Linked DNA regions of Sus scrofa: region 1 is linked to region 2. The links are chromatin contacts, called in public promoter capture Hi-C maps. All regions are on one chromosome and are shown on one strand. Each heading gives the region's core, a stretch centred on a gene start, on an enhancer-like site or on the middle of the called end of the contact. The rest is flanking DNA. Distances are from core to core; before and after follow the strand shown. Region 1 holds the start of LYST (lysosomal-trafficking regulator). Region 2 holds the start of NID1 (nidogen-1).

Region 1 (5,388 bases), core at 1,744-4,243, 190 kb before region 2:
TGTACAGGGGCAGTTGTTATTTTGCTGATGGTCAAACCAGAGCCTAGAGAATTAGGTAACTTACTGTTAGTAACAGGCAGGCCAGGGCTGGAACTTGGGTTTCTTGATTCCAAATTCCCAAGCAAGTCGTGACAGACTCCTAACTACCAAACTTACCAACTGGATTTCTTGAAAGGATTTTTTTCAGAAGTGTTTTGCCAGAGTCTAATTTTAGAGTTTCAGCGTTAACAACATTGTCACGTTTCAACTGGTTGGCAACTTCTCTGTGTGGAAAACATACTTTAACTGCAGGGGAGGGTCAAATACTCTTTCTGGGGTTTTGCTGTGCTTTAATAATTGAACATTATTCCAGGGAATTTATATATGGCTACATTATGTTATTGAAGACACACACTTCCTAGGCACAATTACCTTCGAGGGAAAAGGAATGCGAATTACCACGCGACCCAGCAATTCCACTTCTATGTTCTCTCCCTAAAGAATTGAAAGCCGGGACTCGAACAAATACTTGGAACTCTGAGGTTCATAGTAGCCTCGTTCACGATAATCAAAAGATGGAAGCAACCCAAGCATCCTTGATGAATGACTAGATCAGCAAAATGTGGTCTATCCATAGTGTGGAATATTATTCAGCCTTAAAAAGGAAGGAAATTCTAACACCTGCTACAACATGAATGAACCTTGAAGGTGTTATGCTAAATGAAAGAAGCCAGGCACAAAGTGAAATATGTGATTCCACTTATATGAGACAGAGTAATTAAGTGCATAGGTAGAAAGTAGAATGATGGTTTTCAGAGCCTGGAGGGGGGAATAATGAGTCATTGTTTAACAGGGACAGAGTATTAGTTTGAGAGGGGATGAAAAAGTTCGGGCAATGGATGGTGATGATGGTTGCACAATGAATGTGAATATACTTAATGCCACAGAACTATACACTTAATATGGTTATAGTGGCAAATGTTAGACTTTATATATTTTAACACACACAGGGACTAGGAGACAGAACAATTCACTGTAATCCAGAGGGAGGAGTATGAGGAAGACTTCTCGGAGGAGGTGGTTTTGTCTTGAAAAATGAGAAGAGGTTTGGTAGGCGGGACAGAAGGAAAGGGTATTCTGGGCTGAGGGAGTAACTTTGGGAAGTAGGAAGGCGATTACAAGGTAATATTCAAGAACCACAGATTATCTGGGGGACTGGGTACTTGCAGGTAAGTTACAAGAGTTGAAGCTCCAATGACAGGGTGAGGGGGGATCTGGAAGCCTCCTACATGCCAGGCGAGATGTTTGGGGTTTTTTTTCTGCAGGCAGTGGGAAGCCACTGGAGTCCTTTAAGTTTGGGGATGTGACCAAGCTTGCATTTTGAAAAGATAAGGTTCGGAAGTTGTGTGAGGGATGGATTGGAGGGGAGAGAGACTAGAGGCAGGGAGCCTGGTGGGGAGACTCTGGAAGTTGTCTCAGAAAGATGATGAGGACCCAAATGGAGAAGTCATGGGAACAGAGAGGGCTGTTGAGCAGAATGTGGGAACCAGCCAGAAGTGGGGGGTGAGAAGCTTCATGGAGCAGAATCAGACAAGGCTACTGGGCTTCTGAGTAGATGGAGTTGTCTTTTCATCCACTTCTCTCTTTTCATCTTCTTCATCCACCTCCCCAGCCAGGCTGACCCACTCCCAAGCTCTTCCAGTCTCCTGGCTCAGAACAATTGCTCAACCCTACTTGGGCTTGTTCTTCCATCCCAATCTCTAAACCCCTGACTTCCATCCTAGGCTCAGCACCTCTCTCCATCTGGCAGGCATTCTGGTTTCTCCGAGCTTTCCCTCTAATCTCATTCACAGTCTTTCCCTTCCCCCACCACTCCAGCCACAGAATTTCTTATTTATCCCTTCATAATTCGCCACTTCCATCCTTAGCTCTATGCTGTCTCCCTTCTCCTCCTAGACCAGTCTAAAGCCTCCTAAATAGTAGCACTTGAGCTCTTCTTATCATAGAGCAGGAATATGATAGAGGCTGAAGGGTTAGATAGGGCTGGCAGTGAGGGGTGAGAGAGGAAGTACCTCTTGACTGTATTGGGTTGATGCACCTTGTCTAATAACACCCCAGGGGAGCCCATCAGCACCCACTTACTGTGTGAGTCCTTACACCTGTGCTGTGCTCAGGATGAACAACCTCACTGTACTGACATCCAAGAATGACAGCTGGAATCTCTCCATTGAGGGTCATTGGCTCAGCCCATTCCAGACAGGTATCTTCCTTCTCCTTCCTCTCAGAGCAAGCAGTCTGCAGGAAGCAGCTCCTGAGAGCACCTGGGTGGCCAGGAGTTCATCTGCTTATCCCCTTCCCTGGTGGTCCTACAGCTCTCAGCCTTTACCTAGCCTGCCCACCAAAGCTGTCCACACACTTGGCTGCCACTGGAGGGTGGGTGTCTCAGAAACACTTGAATCCTATCTGTAAGGTGATTACCTTTTTCCAGGGAGCCAGGAACTCTTCCTTGTTGTCATCACTCTGTAGGCATCTTCACTGCCGGCTAATTAGCAGCCATCTACTCTTGCTGCAGTGAAACTGGAGGACCATGTTGTTATGCAAGCTGGGTCACTTGTTTGCAGTTAACTTCCGGCTTCTGTTCAGCTGACTTAGGGTTGCATCATTCTCCTGGCATTATCAGAGCATGCACAGTTGAGTTGAACAGCCTGAAGCCCCATTAGATGGCAATGGCGAACCCTGCAGCCTTTCCGATGTCACCAGAGGAAGCTGCAGGAGCAGATGGGGAAGGGTAGCTTTATGCACCACAAGAACCTCATGACACAACTTCTCCGTGGGAAGAATGGATCCTCAGCCCAAAGAGGCAATGCACCAAACACGCTGGCACTGCAGCCACCCTTTTCAAAGCCAAATCATCATTGGAAATGACTTCTTGTAAAGCCCTCTGCTGCCTCTCCGTTTGGTGATGAGGCTAGGCGGTCTGTGCTCCCAGGAAGGCAAGTGGCCCTCTCCCTCTGGCTCTTTGGCAGGAGGCCCTGCTTGGATCACGTGGCGTATCTGGCAAATCAAGTTCAATTTCTTTGCAGTGGAGCTGCAGCAGGGCTTTCCAGTTAGTGATTTTGTGGTGGCTTCTGTGAGTCAGAGTGCTCTGATTCTCTGGCAGAGGGGGAGGGCCTATGTTTGCAAGGAGCATCATCACTCTTGTTTTGAGAATTCTGCAGCCACTTGGAGGACATAGAAACAAACTAAACACCAAGCCACTGCCACTTTCACCAAACTCGTAGTGTAGTATTTCTGCCCTTCTTTTGTGCTGACATCTGCCTCTCCCTCTCTCTTTTTTTTTTTTTCTTCTGCTGTTATTCTTTTTGTATTTATTTATTTATCTATCTATCTATCTTTGCTTTTTAGGTCCTCACTCACAGCATATGGAAGTTCCTAGGCTAGAGGTCAAATCAGAGCTGCAGCTGCCAGCCTACACCATAGCCACAGCAATGAGGGATCCGAGCTGCATCTGTGACCTACACCACAGCTCATAGCAATGACAGATCCTTAACCACTGAGCGAGGTCAGAGATTGAACTCATATCCTCATGGCTACTAGTTAGATTTGTTACCGCTGAGCCACAATAGGAACTCCTATTATTTTTTATAAAAATTTGATTACAAATACTCTCATATTTTCAATCCCATGCCTATTATGGATTTCTGGATTAATATTTTATTATTAATAATAAAAAACATTTGTTTATTTTATAGATAAGAAATCTGAGACTTGTTCAATGCCACACTTTTTTTTTTTTTTTACTTTTTAGGGCCCCACCTGCAGCATATGGAGGTTCCCAGGGTAGGGGTTGAGTCTGAGTTGCAGCTGCTGGCCTACGCCACAGCCACAGCAACATCAGATTCAAGCCGTATCTTTGACCTACACCACAACTCCCAGCGATGCCAGATCCTTAATTCACTGAGCGAGGCCAGGGATCGAACCCACATCCTCATGAATGCTAGTCAGATTCTTTTCTGCTGAGGCATGACAGAAACTCCCTGCACTTCTTTCATATATTTATTTTTGATTTTTTAAAAATTTATTTATTTTTTCAATTAGTTTTTAAGTTCTCAAGTAGTTGCTTTATTCCTCTCAATTATTTGTGTGTGTGTGTATATATATATATATATATTTATATATATATATGTATTTTTTTTTTTTTTTTTTTTAGTTTTATTTTAGGAGTTCCCATTGTGGTGCAGCAGGTTAAGAATTGAGCATAGCCACAGCTATGGCATAGGTGACAGCTGTGGCTCAGAATCAATCCCTGGCTCAGGAACTTCCATATGCCATGGGTGTGGCCAAAAAAGAAAAAAAAATCTATTTTATTGAAGTAGAGTTGATTTACAAAGTTGTGTTAGTTTCTAGTGCACAGCAATGTGATTCAGTTATACATATACATGTATATCTATTATTTTTCAAATTCTTTTCCATTATAGGTTATTACAAGCTATTGCATATAGTTCCAGGCACTGTGCAGTAGGACTTTGTTTATTTTATAGATAGTAGTTTGTATCTGCTAATCCCAAATTCCTAATTTGTCCCTCCCTCAATCCTTTCTCCTTTGGTAACCATCAGTTTGTTTGTCATATTGCTTTTAAATGATAACACTGGTCAGTTTAACTTGCAGTTGCAAGCTCTTAACTACCTACTAGGCTACTCTGTGTGTGTGTGTGTGTGTGCGCGCGCACACATGTGTGTATGATACATATATAGACTATACAGATGTGCGATAAGTATTTGTTGAATTACTATTATGTATTACATGTATTTGCTCAGAACTTTCAGTGCTATTACTGTACTTAGAAATTGATATTAATTAGGTTATATTCCAGACACCAATTACAGTTAAACAAATTCATATTATAACATCACGGTGGAGTTTGGAACAATGGCTGTTAAAGTGAATATTTATAATAGGTATTATCGGATTACTTACGGTTCTCAATTTCCATGCCTGGCTAAACACTAAAGTACCTGGCACAGTCTTCATAATTGGTTCCTAAACAGATAGTTGCAAATGTAGTTTAATATTTTATGTGCCATGTATGTGTTCGGCTCTTGATAAGTATCTTTTCAATGAGTCGTGATTGCAACCCCTGCTTGCAATGTCTGTTGCTGCTTGGGCCGTGTCTGGGACTCCTCCAGCTACACTCAGTGCAACGAGGGTAGTTTGACTTTATTTACCATCCTTGGGTCAGTTCTAGTTTAGCTCAGTGACACACACCCAACAGAGACGTAAGGGTCAAAGGCACTGAGAGAAAGTTCTTTATCTTTCCAACTCAAAAACTGTCTGAATGCTAAGAGATAATAAAGTCACCACCAATGTATGTCCCTAGGGGAAAAAAAATTCTCTTTACCTTGAAAGGT
Region 2 (5,260 bases), core at 1,503-4,002:
GACAGGAATCACTTTTTAGCAGTAGATTCTCTAGGTCTTTAGAGTATAATGTGGTCAGTCTGATGCCACAAGTAAATGAAGGCAGAAGATCACAAATTTATCATAAGAGCTCTGAGCTTGGGGGCCAATGACCCCCCCCAGAGGGGTGTCTGAATAGAAGTCAGTGGGTCTGTTACCCTAGAGGGAAAAAGAAATGTCGCTTTTATTTTCAGTAACCCCTAACTGATATTTAGCATTTCCTTCCATTATGAATGTAGGCACCAAAACACAGTAGTATTAACACTTAATGACCTTGCCACTAATAGAAGTCACAGATATTCTATCACATTTAACCACTGCAAGGGTCTCAATATTATTTACAGTCCTCATGACCTTGAAAGTTCTGTTACTAGCTGACCCACCACTGGATCCACTGCTACACCTTGCTATTTAATATGGTTAAAAATAAGCATATATTAATTGCTTCCTGCAATTTTTAAAAAATATTTTAATTTGTATTTCAACATAACTGATTTCCTCAGCAGTCCTATGGGGTTTGTTTGTTTAAGGCTACAGGTGCGGCATATGGAAGTTTCCAGGTTAGGGGTCCAATCGGAGCTACAGCTACGGGCCTACTCCACAGCAACACCAAATCTGAGCTGCGTTTGCGACCTACACCTGTAGCTCCCAGCAACGCCAGATCCTTAACCCACTGGATGGGGCCAGGGATCGCCCACATCCTCATGAATACTAGGCATCGATACTACTAGGGTTTGTTTCTACTGAGCCACAACGGGAACTCCCAGTCCTGTGGGGGTTTTTTCTTTTTTTTTTTTTAATGCATTTAAAAACCTACCACGGGAGTTCCCTGGTGGCCTAGCGGTTAAGGATTCCGTTGTCACTGCTGTAGCTCAGGTTGGATCCCTGTCCTGGGAACTTCCGCATGCCTTCGATGCGGCCAAAACCAAAAAAACCAAAAAAACAAAAAACAAAAACAAAAAAACAACCTATGACGGGGTCTTAGGTTTCAGCAGGCTGCGTGCGCAAGGAGCTCAGCGTCAGTCAACCCACACGGGGATTGGAGACTCTGTGGGTGGAGACTTTAAAGGACGCATTCTTCTTCCAGCTCCACGTGGGTGGGTCCCGGGCGCAGTCGCCCCAGCCAAAAGACCAGTACAGCCATTTCATGGGTAGGACAGGCTCCAGCCGCTGATGGTGCTGTTCCCCCCACTTCTGGAATGCACACAGCTTTATATGAAATCCACATGGTGTGCAGCGGCGGAAGGCAATGGCACGAAAGGACTTTACCAAGCTGACAGCGTACCCAGGCTCTGCCAGTTAGAAGGCTCCAGAGAGCGAAAAGGCTCAGGCCCGCTCCCCTTCTGGGGCCCCCATGGTGACAGTGCTGGGCTACAGGAAATTGGATCACCAGGGCGCTCTGCTTTCCCAGCCCTGAACTTTGGAGTGAAAAAAAACTCAACCAGAGAGCAGAATCATTGCCAAGACATATCCGGAGTCCACATACACAAATGCACGGGCTGTCGGTTAAATTCCCCGGGGGCGGAGAGCCGGCTTTGGCGGTCTTTTCCTGCCCCAGCACCTACTGGAGTCCCAGGGCCCGCGCGCCAGCTGCGACCTAGCTCTGGCCTTTGCCCCACGCCTGGTCCCAACCAGACCATCTCCTTTCCTTCAAAGGCAGAAGGCAAAGACAAGACGCGGACGGGCTTCCCAGCGGGCGCAGCTGCCCACAGCCGCGGGAGAGGAAATTCCGCCCGGGTCCCAGAGTGTGGGGTCGCGGGGTCCTGGAGTGAGACAGGGCGCACACGGGGTGGCGCCGACGGGGCGAGCTCCCCAGACCGGAGTGCCCCTCTCGCGACAGCGAACAGGCTGCGGGGAGGCGTCGGAGGCCCGGCGGAGGCGGAAAGCCCACGGGGGCTTGGAAACCGAGCGCCGCACCCCGCGCCCCAGAGGCTAGCTGGTCGCGCGGTCCCCGCCCACGACGCCCACGTCCGTCCGGCTTCGTTGGCGCCCCCAGCCCGCCTGGGCCTTCCTTCCGACGCCGCTTCAGCCTTCCACGCTCTCCCCCCAGATTGCTCCCACCTCCCGCCCGGGGTCGCACTCACGTAGATCGAGTGGATGTTGGATTTGTCGAAGAAGCGGAGCGCTGTGCTCAGCTCCAGGGCTGGGGAGACGAGGTCGTCCCCGGCCTCCAGCTCCAGGTCCCCGTGTCCCGGACCGAAGGGAAAGAGCTCCTGGTGGCTCAGGCAGCCCCCGGGCCCCGCCAGCAGCAGCTGCAGCAGCAGCGCCAGCGTCCACGCAGCCTGGCTCCAGCGGATTGCGGCCAACATGTTGCCGGACTGCTGTCCCGCAAACCAAGGGGTCGGCGGCCGGAGGCTGAGGAAGGCGGAGATGTAACCGGACGCCCCTCAGCAACCCCTCCACGCCTCCGGTCTCCCGAAGTTCCCACCCCGGGAAATAGGGGAGGGGAGGGGAACCGAGGGGAGATGGAGAGGCGCCCCGCCCCGTCCACAGGGCGCGCAGCAGAGGCTACCCAATGGCCGTGAGGGGGAGGGCGAGGGGAGACACAGAATCCCCTCGCCGTTGTGGCTGAAGCGCCCTCGTTCACGGCGGGGTAATGGGCACTGGTGGCCGCGGTTCCTGAAACTAACCCAGTTCCCATCGAACGGCCCCTCCCGGAGGTGGGAGCAGAGCGCTGAGCTCTTCACCATTGTCTTCGGGTCTGGGCTAAGTCATGGGGACCCGGCAACATGGAAATGCTCTGGATTCGGGGACACGCTGCTTGGCGGCGTCCGGAGGTCGGATTCCCCTCACATGGTCAGACTCTGGTAGGAAGAGGGGATAGTGGGTGCTGAGGATTAGCAAGAAGGGAGCAGGGCCATTTACTCGTCCATCCGTTCTCTTAACTCTTGAGTGGAAGTTCGGCCAGAAATAGGAGCCAACACGCAGAGACAAAGTCTTGAGTGTATGACATTATTCAATGTTATGTGGGGTGTGCTCCCTACGTGCCATTAGGACTGGAATAATTGGTCCAGGAGAGCGACTTTGGGGATATGGGAATCAAACCAGGTCTTCTGGAAGGGATAGAGTTCCACCAGGGGTCTGGGGAAGGAACTTTCTGGAAGCTGGAGGGCGTGAGCTCTGGGTGGATTCAAGGGGCCATCTCTCACTTGAGAATTTGGGGGAAGGAGTCCTGTTTGAAGTAAATCCTTTACTATCAAACCTAGGAACCTGATCTCTTCTAACACTGGCGGGAGTGTTCTTGACAAAGGAAGATAGGTGATGTAAGTGGTGTCCTGAATAATGGGTTGATCATTAACTTAGCGGTGGGTTGAAAGAAGAGGCAGAGGTCATCAGAGGACCATTGAGAGGGGAAAAAAAAGTAGTGAGGAAAGAAAAGGTGGAAACTGGGAAGAAATGAAGGGGAAAGGAGGAAAGTTTAAACTGGCTGGAAAGTTTTGAACCTGGAGGATTGCACAACCTCTCCTGCCTTTTAAAGTTGGGGAATGGGAGCTGCAACTTTGAGAGTTTGGATAGGTGTTTGATGTCAGACCTGTTAACTTGGAGGCATCAACAGGGTATCCTCCGTTGCCTCTCACCAGCTAAAATTAAGGGCCTGGGACCCAGTTTGGGATAATTTTTCTAATAATAGCAAATTCTCTATAATATTTAGGGAGCAGGAGTCCTGAACCAGGAGAAAATGTGAAGAAAAAGCCAGTGAAATGCACCATCGTTTTGCAATCACAAAGCCATCCCCCATTTATAGAAGAGGGACAGAGAGGCCCAGAGAGGTTAAATCACTTTGCTACAGTCACATAGCTGGAAGCCTGCATGGGACCCAGGGTGGTCCAGCTCTAAGATGACCTTAGCCACTACATGGTAGCCTCAGTATTGCTACATTTCTTTCTTTTGATGTTAAAGAGTGACTAATGCTGCCTGCAATCTGCTGCAAAATCCGGTGGCTTTTCCTTCATTTCTCTCCCAGAACTGCTTCGCTCAGAGCCTCCTCCGTTCAGCTCCAGAAGCACTTCTTGACTCTAGTCCGTGCGGTTAAGTATCCTCAGCTGCTGCACTGTCTGTCTCTGAGTTTCTGGGCTCCAGCTCTGCCCTTTTCCACAGAGAGAACTCCCTGCAGAGGCACATCTGCTCCTCTCTGCTCACCTGCATGGCTCCCAGGGCTCCAGTGTGTGCTCAGCCAGTTTCCTCCCGCCTGCACCCAGACACTCCCCTCCTTCCTACCCTCTGCTTGACAGCAGAGCCATCTCAGAAGCCATTGCCTGTCCTGGAATGCTCTCACCCCTCTCACGAATTCTCTGCCTTTTTAGTACTCAGATGGCTTCTGAAACTCCTATTGGTCCATGGAACTTTACTCAGCTAATGCAGAAGCAAGAGCAGTTCCCCACATAGCCTGTTCACAGTAGCCTGGAGTCCAGGCTGGCTGAGGCCTGGGCTCTGCTTTTACTACTCACCCTGTGAACCTGGGCAGGTTTCTATGACCTCCTCATTTGCAAGGGCTGTTCCTTTCTACAGTCAAAGGATTGTTATGAGAATTAAGACGATCCATGAAATACTCCTAGCACAGAGCTGAGCACAACGTTAAGTACTTGGCTAGTAGTAAAGCTGTCATTATTGGGAGTTCCTGTTGTGGCTCAGTGGTAATGAACCCGACTAGTATCCATTAGGGTTTGATCCCTGGCCTCACTCAGTGGATTAAGGATCCTGAGTTGCCATGAGCTGTGGTATAGGTTGCAAAGGAAGCTTGGATCTGGCGTTGCTGTGGCATAGGCCAGCAGCTGCAGCTCAGATTCAGCCCCTAGCCTAGGAACTTCCATACACCGCAGGTGCAGCCCTAAAAAGCAAACAAAACAAAACAAAAAAATCATTATTCTCTAAATGTATATTTTTCATGATTTGCACTATTTCCGCATTTACTAAGAATCCACTTTGAGTCAGACCCTCTATTAGGAATTCGAGATATAAAGATCATTAGCTCATAATCCCTTTTCTAGACAGACACAACATTACATAGTGGCATGTTTAACCCATACACGGATAGCAACAGTAGATGCGAATTTAATACTAGTAACGATTGCACAGCTGGTAGTTTTATAGCAAAGATAGGGGAAATGAGATTTGCAAAATTTTTGCACCCGGTTTCACAGTTAGTGGAAGAGCCAGGATTTGGAACCAAACTAATGTTCTTTCTACCGAACCCTCCTGCATTTTTTTTTTCTTGCCTTTTCTAGGGCCACTACCGCAGCAT

The links. Promoter capture Hi-C pulls out the DNA fragments that hold promoters and counts their contacts.
Region 1: a promoter capture Hi-C map of liver shows a contact between it and region 2, with 2.5 times the contacts expected there. The contact joins the promoter of LYST here to the promoter of NID1 in region 2. A contact is called at or near these places in 1 of 5 promoter capture datasets (liver) and 3 of 47 Hi-C or Micro-C datasets (embryonic fibroblasts and liver).

What each region holds. Positions count from the first base shown.
Region 1 is chr14:55,430,768-55,436,155 of Sscrofa11.1, reverse strand. LYST (lysosomal-trafficking regulator) reads right to left here and starts at 2,993. Exons shown (of 54, transcript XM_021073151.1): 1 at 2,458-2,993.
Region 2 is chr14:55,236,819-55,242,078 of Sscrofa11.1, reverse strand. NID1 (nidogen-1) reads right to left here and starts at 2,752. Exons shown (of 20, transcript XM_021073758.1): 1 at 2,103-2,752. The coding sequence starts at 2,327.